Linked DNA regions of Gossypium hirsutum: region 1 is linked to region 2. Evidence: chromatin contacts called from public Hi-C data. All regions are on one chromosome and are shown on one strand. Each heading gives the region's core, a stretch centred on a gene start, on an enhancer-like site or on the middle of the called end of the contact. The rest is flanking DNA. Distances are from core to core; before and after follow the strand shown. Region 1 holds the start of LOC107899223 (CAAX prenyl protease 2). Region 2 holds the start of LOC107899228 (protein BIC1).

Region 1 (6,500 bases), core at 1,450-3,949, 280 kb before region 2:
TCCCATGTTCAAACAGCACCGGCAATCCCATATAATTGCAAAATGCATGGGCAACTAAAGGAGCGACAATGTTTCCTGCAAAGAATTAATACACGTAGAATCAATGAGGCAGAATGATAAAGTGTAATGAGACAATAAACTAACCCATAGCAAAAACACCTGTATTGTTCTAGATCTGTATAACAAAATATCACAATAATAAGAACAATAACAATCAAATTCCCCTTTTATCTGCTTCCAGGTTATTTTCTACCTAGGGTCAATACTACAGCAACTGCATCCATATTTCACCATTTTTTATCTATTCCTAATTTACAGAAAGCTGAAATGAGTAAACGAAAAAGAAATCTCTTTCCAACACAAAAGGAAACCAGAAATGGAGTGGGACCAATATGTACTTAGGAAAAAGATCAAAAAAAAGGCAATAACATTTATCAGCAAAATAACCACCAACCCGTTCGAATGAAGAGAAATGAAGCGTATGAACCGAAGACCACAGTGTAGCCAAGCTGGAGACCTAAGAAACACATCACAAGAAGCAACAATGTATTAGCATCTAAAAGACATAAAACAACATTCTTGTTCCTAAAACAAGGTGTCAAAAGCTTCAAAGCCAACCAAAGTTTCTACCTAAAAGACAAAAGCAATCAACCCACTCTACACTTATATTATATAAATATATATTGTCTTTCCTCTTAAAATAACATTCCAACCATCACATTCAAGCAGGAAAATCTAGTTTGTACCTACAACCAAGGAGGCTTTAAGCAAGCTATAGTTATGTCGGCTGTAGATCTCCATCATATGGTTCAAATGTGCTGCAAGACATTGACAAAACAGAGTTGAAACAGTTTATATGCCATTCAACTCAATATGCAATGTGGCAGAAATAGAAAGCATTATGGTTAACAAATGCAATAAATGCACAAGCACATATAATTGAGCAACATCTGCAAATATGAACAAGAACATGCAAAGTTGGATAATAACATTTTAAAAATGGATCATTTCGTGCCAACCTTATCCTTTTTAACTTCTTTATACTGTGGTAAAAGTTAAAAAAACAGATTGTTGCACCGATACATACCAGTATATAGGCAATGAAAGCATGTCTAAGCTATTACAAATACTTAACACCCAAAGGAAAAAGATAATAAATCCTCTCATGAATGATCAAACTGTGTTTAACAAAAAAAGGACTCACCTAAACTGAAGAAAGTAGGGCAGAGAAAAATGGCATTGTATGCTTTAAATCCCCCACAAAGAAGTAATGGAATCATACATGCTCTAAACACCAACTCCTCCGTTACTGGTGCCTGTTCATTAAAGTACTATTAAGGACAGAAGACTGAAGAAACAGGGAACAATTTCGAAAACTTCCTTCTAATTTTCAATTATTGCTATTCTCCTAAGAAGGATTGTTAAACATTGAACAATAAGCAGGACATGTAACACAATATTCAATCCATTTGGAAGACTACTTTCTAGAATAAGCAAGCACAATGCAACCTTTTCAACAATAAAATATTGCAAACACACCCTACTTACAGACCTTACAATTATTTGCATTCACCCAAAAGATGAAGAAATTTAAGTGGTAAGCATACTAACCACAATAAAATTCCTCCAGAATAAAACATTGGAAGCTACTGAAGACATCTGGCCCGGGAGGCTAAGAAGGGTACTTTTTATACAACCTAACAGTGGTTCTCCCTCTTGATGTCTATGCTCCTTCCACTTATTTACCAATAACATGGACTTGAGCATCAAAGATCCAGCATACATAAGAGAAGTCAAGAAAAGAGGAAAGACCATTGCTTGCCACTGTTTCACACATAAAATTGCATTTCAAGAACTGATTTTGAACCAGCATATCATAAACATAAATAATAAATCCATAACAACAATGTAGGAAATATACTCCATAAGTATGATTCTTACAAAATGGTCCGATCGAATGCCATAAACCCCAAACGAGTAAGATGCCTCCCCACTTGTTATCTACGCATAATCGAACATTGTTAGAATAATAAAAAAAGGAACAAACGTGTTTTGGATATAAAAAAAAATAATAACACTTTTGTAAAACGCAAAATGGATGATTTTACTTTCACATGAAAATGTTAAATGGCTTTAGTTCAATGCATGTTAACAATTCAATCGTTCGCTCATCTCTAATTATATATGAGTTCACTTTTTAGCTCAACGAATAAAGTTTCCACTTACTTCACAGAATGACAGAAATCTCAACTTCGTTCATAATTATATAATAATAAATGAGTGAAATAAAAATGAGAGACAAAGGAAAGAGGTATACCGGAAGGACGAGAGCGCAGAAAATAACGGACGCGACGGAGCAAACGGCGGCGCAAATGAACCGTCGGATCATGAAATTCTCGTAGGATTGGGGAGGCGGGAGGCGGAGGATCAGAGTAGGAGCATAAAGAATCGCAACATAAAACAGTGTCATAGCGATGCAAGCAATCACCGCTACTGGCTTCGATAACCTACCTTCGCTCTCTTCCATGTCTGGATTCGGAGAGGCGGCAGCCAGGATCGCCGGAGAGAGGAAGAGAAGGTGGGAAAGAAAAGCCGGTTCCGGTTCAATATCTTCTCCGTTTGATACCCTTTCAGTGAGAAGGGGTTTCGGGTTTTGACTTGGGGCGGTTCTTGTTTGAGGGTTTTTGGGTCACTTCAAAGCCTCCAATTAAATTTGGGCCGAAAAAAACCCCTCATTAACACTTCATTTCCAGTCAGCTCCCAGGCGAAACCATTCCCCAAAAAAAATGATTTTTTTTAATTTTTACTTAATCAAATGGAATTATTCAGTTTTTAATTAACTTCAAAAAGTTGTTTAAATTTCAAGTTTGAGTCGTGTTAAATTTTAAAATTTAAATAACTCAATAATTTGAATAATTCAAATAACACATTAATATAAAAGTCTTGCTGGTTCCTTCTAATTTTGAAAATAAGAAAATTTATCTCTCTCTCAATAAAAATTAAAATAATTTTTAAAATTCAAAAAAATTATACAAATTCTAAAATTTATATTTTTAAAAAATTATAAATATTAAAAATATTAAAAATTCTAAAGTATATAAAAAATTAAAAATTTTAAAAACATTTCTAAGATAATAATTCTGGGACCTAAATAAGTAAATTGATAATTTAAATTTATCATATTAAAATATTTTTTTTCACTTATTGCATTGAAAGGGTTTTCAAATATATATAATTTCAAATTTATATGCTCTAACATGGAATTAGTTATATTGTAACAAGATTTTAATTTGACATGTTTAATTTTTTTTAATTTAACTTGAACAATTTCACTCAATTCGATTTGACTTGACTCGAATTTCATTTTACTCGACTCGATTAGGAAAAAATTCAAATCGAGTTAAGATGATAAAATGAGACTCGTCAACTTGATAACTCGATTAACTTAAAATTTTCACTTGATCCGAATGAACGCTCATCTTTAGCTGCCATGATAATTTTTTGGGTAAATTCTCATATAGTCACCCAAGTTTTAGCGTGTTCTTATTTCAGTCACTCAATTTTTTTTGTTAATTTAGTCACTCTCATTAAGTTAATTTCCTATTTTAGTCACTCTACTGTTAAAATGCGCTAGTTACTAGACTGAATGATGAATGACAAACTTTTGATTGGTATGATAATAAATTTAGTTCTTAACATTTTACACATTCTATTAATTTTGGTCCTAATTATTAAAAAAAATCAACAAATTTAACCCCAAATGTTTACACATTCTATCAATTTGGTTCTAATTATTTAAAAAAATTTTACAAAGTGTCGCGTGACACAACTCAATTAGAATGTGCCACGTGGCACTTCAATCCAATAAGAAAGTGCCATGTGGCATCCATATGTAATAAAAATAAAAATAGATTCTAAAAAATAAATAAAAATTATAAAAATAAATTAAATAATAAAAATGTAATAAAAAATTATAAAAATATACCATGTGACTTTGATTGGTGTTGATCGATGTTGACCAAAGGTTTGTACGTTGAAGTGGCAATCCCTAATCGGGTATGTGTTCCAGATAATATTAATAATATGAATAGACAAGATTTAGTCAATCCAAGGTCCTTGTTTGAGGAGCCTCCAAAACCCAAATGGATGCATAATTAAGATTAGGGGTGAATAAAACTCAATTTAATTCAAAAAAATTAGAAAAAAAATCAAATGTCGAGTTAATTAGATTGATTTTTTTGATTTTTTTGAGTCAACTTGAATAAGTAATTTTAATTTTAATTTTGAGTCGAATTGAATTTACAATTTAAATAACTCGAATAATTCGAATAACAGATTGGTGTAAATAGTCCTTTGGTTCTATCAATTTTGAAAATGAGCAATTTAGTCTTTCTCTCAACAAAAAAATCAAAATAATTTTAAAATATTTATAAAAATTTCAAAATTTATATTTTTAAAAAATTTTAAATTTTTTTTTTAAAAAATCTAAAGAATATATAAAGAAAGTTAAAATTTTAAAATAATAATTTTGGGGACCAAAATAAGTTAATTAATGATTCAAGTTTATCATATTTTCTTATTTTGCTTTGAAAACTTTTTCAAATATATGTGGTTTCAAATTTATATGCTCATGGATGTAGTTATACATTAACAGGATTTTAATTTGACATGTTTAATTTTTTTAAATTTAATTATAGAAATTTTACTTGATTTGACTCGACTTGAATTTCATTTCACTCGACTCAATTCGAAAAAACTTCAAATCGAGTTAGGATGAAAAATTGGACTAAATCAAATAAAATTCAAAACTTAGAATTGACGACTCTAGGTGAATATTTAGGTAGATGATACCAAGAGGAGAGCTTATTGAGAACCAATTAGGTAGTTCGAAGTTAGTTCGGTGAGGTCGAGAGATAAACCAGACCAAATCTTCTAATATGATAAAATGGTGACCGAGAGGTAAAATTGAACCAATTAGAAGTTTAAAATTTTTAGTTCCCTAATCCAAACACTAATCAACAACATGGAAGTCAACCAACCACTTGTGTTCATTGAATTGTTATTGTGTATTTTTCACTATTTTACAATTTAGTCCTTAGCGTTAGATAGTTAATTAGTGTAATTACCCATTGATTATAATTTGTCGTAATATAATACTTAGTGAGTAATTATGTAGACTTCCTACTTGCATGCTTGCTCCACATTAATCACTTTGTCCCCGAACTCTCTTAGGATCAATCATTGGAATACTCGAGATGTTCCATTGTAACACTATAAATATTAAAACTGACTTGTCACACTTGTAGTACACTACTAGATTATTGATTGTATTTGTGTTGATTCATAGTCTCGGCGCACACACGTCAGGGTGCGATCAATGCCTATTTACAATATGAGAGTCCTTAGGTATTTAAACTCTATACATTCTTATCCTTTAGGATTTACAATAATTACATTGGTAACTCTAGTTTTACTAGAGTATTTCATTAGGCCACCAATGCTTCAAGTAGATGGGTTTCTCCATTTGTTACACGAATCGGGCCAGTACAAGTGAGTCCAATAAGCCCCATTTAATCAATTGACCTTCATGGGACATTCTGTGCGTATTTGTCACGGGCTTAGATTTGCGACCCCTGACACTAGCACAGTGCGAGCATTTATGTTAAAAATTAACTTGTATGTTACGAAATTCAAATATAATTTTCTTATCGTTAGATTAAGTTACTATTTCGATAATTTTTGTATCTGCTTAACTTATAAATAGGTGAATGTACTTAAGAGGTCCCTTTATTATAGGAATCTGATCAAATTAGTCTTTCTACTATTAGACAAATATATTTAGTCTATGTACTATTACAAAAAATTAAAAAAGACCAAATTTGAGTAGAGTTAACATTTGTTGTTTAAAAAGTATCATTTATCGTTTAACAGAGTTAATATTTTTTAAATTTTTTATGATTTTGTAAATGAAATCTTTTGTTTGGAATTAAACTACAATTGGAAAAAAAAATTCAAGATATTTTGTATACAATAAATGTAAACTCTATTACGTTTTGAATTTATTTGATTCTTTTTAATAATAAAAAGGTTACAGAGAATAGTAGTTTTGCCAACATTGTCAAGGCCCAGTACGAGAATTTGAGCTTCTCTGTTACCGAACAGAGAGGAGAACTGTTGTCAACCCTACCGAGATAAAAGAGCCACAATCACATCAGCGAGATAGGTAATTTAAGGAATTTAAAAAAGAATCATTTTGTCGAGTTTATAAGAATCATAAGAACCATCTGGCAACAAAAACTCTAAACCACTTTTTTTTTCAAAAATATAATGCGGTCAATGAACTATGCTCAAGCGTGCGTTTGAGATCTGAGTAATGAACACAACAATATGAAACACACACACAAATAAACAAACAAAATAATAATATTAAGTCTCGTATATTTTCCAGGGAAACAAACGGTAGTAGGGATTGCTGATTCGTAAGTAGATTGGAGAGGGTG
Region 2 (6,454 bases), core at 2,030-4,529:
CGATCGGTATTTGTCCTACATATGTTGCGGATATACTGTAGCTCTTTGTGAGCGTCCTGCTATATGACCGGTATTGATCCTGCATATATTGCGGACATACCGCAGCTCTTTATGAGCGTCCTGATATAGGCTCTTTGTGAGCTTCCTGATAATAGCTCTTCGGAGTTACCTGTTAAGCTCACATGAGCTTTCTGTTTCAAACTCTTATGAGTTTCCTGTCATAGCCCGGATAAACTTCTTGTTACATGGCTCACATGAGTTTCCTGTTATATAGCTTGAGAGAGTGCTTCTTGATTATGTACTCTAATGAGTATCCCTGAAGAATTGACGGATTACAGTTTTTGTACACTTTAAGTGTACTACATGTGTGTCCATAAATATTTCAAATAAATTCAATGGGAAAAGTTTCGACATGTGCCAAACTGAACTTGAGATGATTTGTTATGAAAATGTACATGTTGTATGGAAATATGATAAGAAAAATATATGAATATAAAACTTATTATATGATGAGCTCATTCATGTTTCTTGACAATTGTGTGAATTACAATGACTAACATGTTTGATGAAATTGGTTGTTTAGGCCATTAGTAAAATTCTTGGATGCATTTTGTATGTTTACTTTAATGGAAATGAATGGTAAGTTAAATTTCCAATTATACGAACTTACTAAGCATTAAATGCTTACTTTGTTTTAATTTCTCTGTTTTATAGTACTCGGAAGCTCGTGAAGGTTGGAACTTGGTCGGAGACACATCACACTATCCCTCGGACTTCTCGGTATATAAAGCAAGCTAACTTTTGGTATAATGGCATGTATAAGCTAAGTTAGGTATAATGATGAAATATTTTGGTTGTAACTAGCCATTGGAATGGCTAGTGTAAGGCATATATTGATGTAATTATATAAAGCCTTATCAGGTTTGATGTGTGATAAAGTGGTGAGATGATGGGAAGGATACTAACCTATTGATGAATGGTTTTGAATTAGCATAATTGATAAAGTAAGCTTATAAGCATAAATGTGTTTTTGGTAAGTTTAAACACTTGCACATATAAGATAATATGTCATGCATAAAACTTGGTATTGGCATTGATTTGAGGGTTATGAATTGGCTTGTGAATGTGTTTGGATGATGTTGTAGGTGAATGGAAAATTCGGTGAGAAAAGTGGCCTAAAAATGGCCTATTTTTCATCCACACGGGCAGAGACACAGGCATGTGTCTCAGCTGTGTATGACACATGGCCATGCGCATGGGCATGTGGTTTGGCCATATATCCCCTGCACCTAATTTTCGAAAATTAAATTGTCCACATGGCTTAGCACACGGGCGTGTAGCTGGCTGTGTGACCCAAGTCAGAGAGTTACACGAGTATGGACACGGGTTGGGACATGGTCGTGTGCCTCACATCGAATGCCCACACAGCCTGGGACACGAGCGTGTCACTTGGCCATGTGAGCCACACGGTCTAGCCACACGGGCATGTGTCCCCTACACCTAAGAAATAATTTTAAAATTTCGCGAAAAATTCCCCGAGTTCTTGATTTAATCTCGACTTGTTTCTAATGCATAAATTGGGTCTCGAGGGTCCATATAAGGGACATTATGATTGAATAGGTTAGATTTCGAATATGAATAATAAATGATACAATTTGATTATATTTAATGTGTAAACTCTGGTAATGCTCCGTAACCTTGTTCCGACGACGAATATGGGTTAAGGGTGTTACAAATCAACATAGTCAATTGCTCTTATACTCGAAAGAGATATTAGCATAATTTAGAGAATTTCTACGGATCAATATACTAAGTAAAGAAATTGCGTAATTTAGATTGATAGTGACAGAGGAAATCTAGGCGGATTCTTTCCTGGGTATTGTTTTGCTTATTGATTATTAATCAATTATTTTCCTGATTTATTTTTTATCGTGTTCCTTAGTTAATTAATTTAGTTAATTTTCATTTTAACCAATCACTCGAATTATTCAGTTAAATAATAGAAAGATAGTTATTACTAGTATTTTTAGTTTTTGTGAGGACGATATCTTTATTCACCTAGTTATACTATTAGTTGATAAATACACTTATCTTAGTTAAATTTTTAGTTAATTTCGCAATACACCAACAAATGAACACAAACAGAAGGAGAGGGGAGAGAATAGTTGTTAGTGTACATCAAGAACAAAGAAAAAATATCTCTAAACATTTGTCTATATCTCATTCAAAGAATATTTTTTTGTGAATTTATTTTATTCTGTTTCCTCAAATGAAAACCAACTACCCGATTGGCTAATATATTATTCAAAACCAACTACCCGATTGGCTAATATATTATTCAAAGAAATCATGGTTTTCTTTTATTTATTTATTCCTATGTCTATCCAAAAATAAATAAAAATAGAACTCAACATGAACCTCACAATCCCTCCCGAAAAAATCCATCGAGGGAATCATATGCCGAGATTTCACTTTCCTCTTTTTCCATACTAAAATTTGATTTTTAAAATTATTAAATAATAAATTAAAAGAACTAAGTTTAGTTTTTAAAGTTGTCTTTAAAATGAAAATTGTATCCTAAATATATAAAATTAATATTTAAATTCTAAACTTATAAAAATTTTAAAATAAAATAAGTCAAATTATGTTATTAGGTCATTTATTTTGTGTAAGTTGTGTCCGTATACTTTTTGAAATTTAAAATTTTAGTCCTGACCAATTTGTAGCAGTTAAATTTGTTTGGTTAACTTATGCTACTAGTCCTATATTATGCCTAAAGTTATAGATTTAGTCTATGTTCTTCAACTAGATCATTTGTAGTAGTTATATTTTTTTAATTTCGATATATCAGTCTGAATGCAAACGACAATTGTTAAATCTATTAACCAATTCTTTTTATAAATAATATATAAAAATAACAAATTGTCATAACATTAGCCATACGATAATATGTTTGATGTATCAAATTATGAAAATAATAGAACTAAAATATTCAAATTTCTAAAAGTACAAGAATTAAAAATAACAAAATTAAAGCACAAATGCTAAATCTACTGCTTATACTAAGTTTAAGCCCTAATAACAAAATTTGACCAATAAAACAAGTGTGAGTAACCAAGATTCTAAATACTCCAGAGCGAGTTCTGGAAGATGAAGGAACATGGAAGTAAACCACACAAAATGCAGTACTACTTAAATTTAACCTACCTTCGGAAGAAGACACGTAAGATTCTTAGTTGCCATACAAAAACAAGACAACACATGTAAAGTCTTTGACAGAGAGATGACGTGTAAACCAACTCCCCACCCATTCTCTCTTTGCTTTTATTCCCACATATCAACTAAACCCCCCTTCCCCCCTCTCTAAAATCTAATCTTTCTATCTTCTCTTTCAACCCTCACCCATCCGCCTAAACCCTTTCCCTTCCATTTTATGAACGTACTACATCCTCAAGACATGAAAAACACGACACCCCACCAGCCGCCAGAACAACCCAACGAAACTCAGCAGCCCGACCGCGATGGAACAAGCTCTGGGATGGAAACATGTCATGTGAAGTGTCGTGGGTCTTCACCGGCTCCGGAAGTAGGAGCGGATCATGAGGTTAAAGAAGAAGAAGCAATGAGGGCGGATGAATCTGAAGAAGACAATGGACGGGAGAAACTGAAGAGGCATAGGATTGAAGTGGCGGGCAATGTTTGGATTCCTGACATATGGGGTCAAGAAGAGCTTTTGAAGGATTGGATTGATTGTTCTGCATTTAATGATTCTTTGGTGCCTCATGGGATCATGTCAGCTCGTGCTGCTTTGGTTGAGGAAGGAAGAAGAGCCAATTCTGGCGGATTTAGAATAGAAAACAGGTGTTAAAATTATTATTATTATTATATAGTATTATTTCCTTTCGTGTGTTTTAGTTAATCAAGATTGAGATAAAAAAAAAGGATACATTTTAATAATGGATGGTTTGATTTCATTTTCTGCTTTACGTATGAGATTTGCCAGAGTTATTATGTTGCTACTTTTATATTTTATATTTTTTTATGATAAATGAAATTTGATTTAGTTATGTTATGACATACAAACAGGAAAAAGAATAATAAACTATGGAATCTAATGGATGTCACTTCACCGACTAATTAAAGATATGATTTCGATTTTATAATCTAATCTTTACCAGCTCATTCAGGATAGAAGATGCAGTATGTGAGGTTAGTCAAAATCATGGTTATCACCAAGAGCACATTGTGGGGGAGAAACTTAGCCCAACCCTCCAACACGGCTGACCTGGTTCAGTGGTGCAAATCATTGGGGGATTTTCTGAAGATGACAAATTAAGAACTATACTACTTTTTTCTATACAGCAGTTGCTCGTGCTTTTCTTTTCTTTTCTTTTTCTGCATTGGCCAATTTGTTACTAAAATTCATGTCCCGTATCGGCCAAAGCAGTCAGTGTCTACCTTGAATCAGCTCGCTGGTGTAATCGACAAGGTGATGCCGTAAATAAAAGGAAAAAGAAACGGTGAAATAGGAAAATCCTTTTTTACTATCAATGCTTCGATCGAAGGTTGGAATCTAAGAGGGTTTTATGGATGAATAACCTTAGCAAAAGGCCAAGGGAGTTCGAAATAGGAAAATTCTAACAAAACAATATTGTAGGTGGGCTGCTGGTTCAACATGCTTGGCCTAAGTGATGGAAAATACCGTCTAACAGTCAGACTAGTAAAGCTAAAGAAATGGACATTTACTAACAAGTTGCATTTTATTTTGATTATTTTCTGGATGGTTTTGCTATCATTCAAAGGCAATTATTAGAACATTTCATAAGATGACAAAAAAGTGCCCACTAACTGAGCCAACCACCACACTAAAGTATTCAACCATGCATAAAGAAATTATCTATACTTGTGATTTATATTCATTTCTACTTTTATGCACATGTACTGAATTTTAAAAAATAAAAATAAAAAATCAAACCCTCACGCATTACCTACAATAAAGAATATAATCCTTGTTAATTTCCATGAGAGGGAATCTTACCCCAGAGCATCATTGTACTGAATTTACGACCTTGGCATGAGCCGCCTTCATCAATAGCAATTTATATGAAGCTCCATTCATCACTACTAGAACCACAAATTAAACCAATCTGCAACGTAGCCATCTTCATAACCTAAAAAGTATAAAGGTATCCTGGCAAAAACTTTTGATATGCACATCATTCGTTCAATTTTGCCGAAACTTAAAACAATCATCTTGTTAGTGGGAGTTATAATTGCTAACAAACATCAATTGTAACTTAAGGAAAAACTGACAGAACATTATAGCTTTTGTGGCATGTATTACAAACTCATGAAAGAATGAATCTATTCATCAAAGTTAACTATACACTATAGCAGTCATACATTATATAACATTAGAACTCTCAACTGATTTACAAACAATACTTTAATAGAGTCTAACAGACCCTAACTAATACAGTTAGTCTAACATTCCCCCTCCAGTATCTGGACACAAACTACTGACAACAACAACATTCATTTGATCTCGACATCGGGAAAAAGCTCCAAACGTCAATGGTTTGGTCAACACATCAGCCACCTGATCACACCTAGAAACAAAATTCATGCAAAGCTAATCACTCAAAACCATTTCACAAACAAAATGAATGTCCAACTCCACATGTTTCACTCTAGCATGTAGCACAGAATTAGCAGCTAAGGAGACTGCACTAGAATTATCACACCAAATAACTGGTGTACCACTAAGTTTTAAGCCTATCTCGGTCAACAGAGAATGAAACCACGTCAATTCAGATGTCGCATTAGCTAAACTTCGATATCCAGCTTCTATAGTAGACTGGGATACAACACGCTATTTCTTGGACATCCAACCCACAAGATTATCACCAAGATATATACAAAACCCAGAAGTGGACTTGCGATCCTCAATCGAACTTGCCCAGTCAACATCACTAAAACCAGTTAAACCCATACTTGATGCTTGAAACAACGACCCATAATCAATTGTGACCTTAACATACCGCAAGATACGTTTCACAGCTGTCTAATGCACATCATGAGGTTTATGCATATATTGATTCACTTTATTGATAGTAAAGGACAAATCAGGATATGTTAAACACAAATACTGAAGACTGCCTACAACTTGTCGATAAAGAGTACCATCTGACAGAGGTGACCCAACCAAGGATGTAAGTGTCGATGAACTTACCATAGGAGTGTTCATTGGCTTGGCATTTATCATGTTAGCACATTCGAGCAACTCACGAGTGTAGTTTTGTTGAGACACATGCATTCTATCCTGATGTCTCAACACCTTAGGCCCAAGAAAGAAACTCAGCTCCCTTAAATCTTTAAGAGAAAACTGACGATCAAGACAAGAAATAACATCATCTAATTTAACACAATCACCACCTGTAACAATAATATCATC

What was found. Hi-C and Micro-C count contacts between places; a contact is called where the count stands out from the background.
Region 1: a contact with region 2 is called in a Hi-C map of leaf, with 2.1 times the contacts expected there. The contact joins the promoter of LOC107899223 here to the promoter of LOC107899228 in region 2. A contact is called at or near these places in 3 of 34 Hi-C or Micro-C datasets (callus and leaf).

What each region holds. Positions count from the first base shown.
Region 1 is chrD04:36,407,959-36,414,458 of Gossypium_hirsutum_v2.1, reverse strand. It overlaps LOC107899223 (CAAX prenyl protease 2), which reads right to left and starts at 2,699. Exons shown (of 8, transcript XM_041091343.1): 1 at 2,318-2,699; 2 at 1,942-2,001; 3 at 1,612-1,824; 4 at 1,205-1,316; 5 at 747-818; 6 at 455-517; 7 at 1-75. The coding sequence starts at 2,527.
Region 2 is chrD04:36,126,209-36,132,662 of Gossypium_hirsutum_v2.1, reverse strand. It overlaps LOC107899228 (protein BIC1), which reads left to right and starts at 3,279. Exons shown (of 1, transcript XM_016824880.2): 1 at 3,279-3,986. The coding sequence starts at 3,434. The coding sequence ends at 3,868.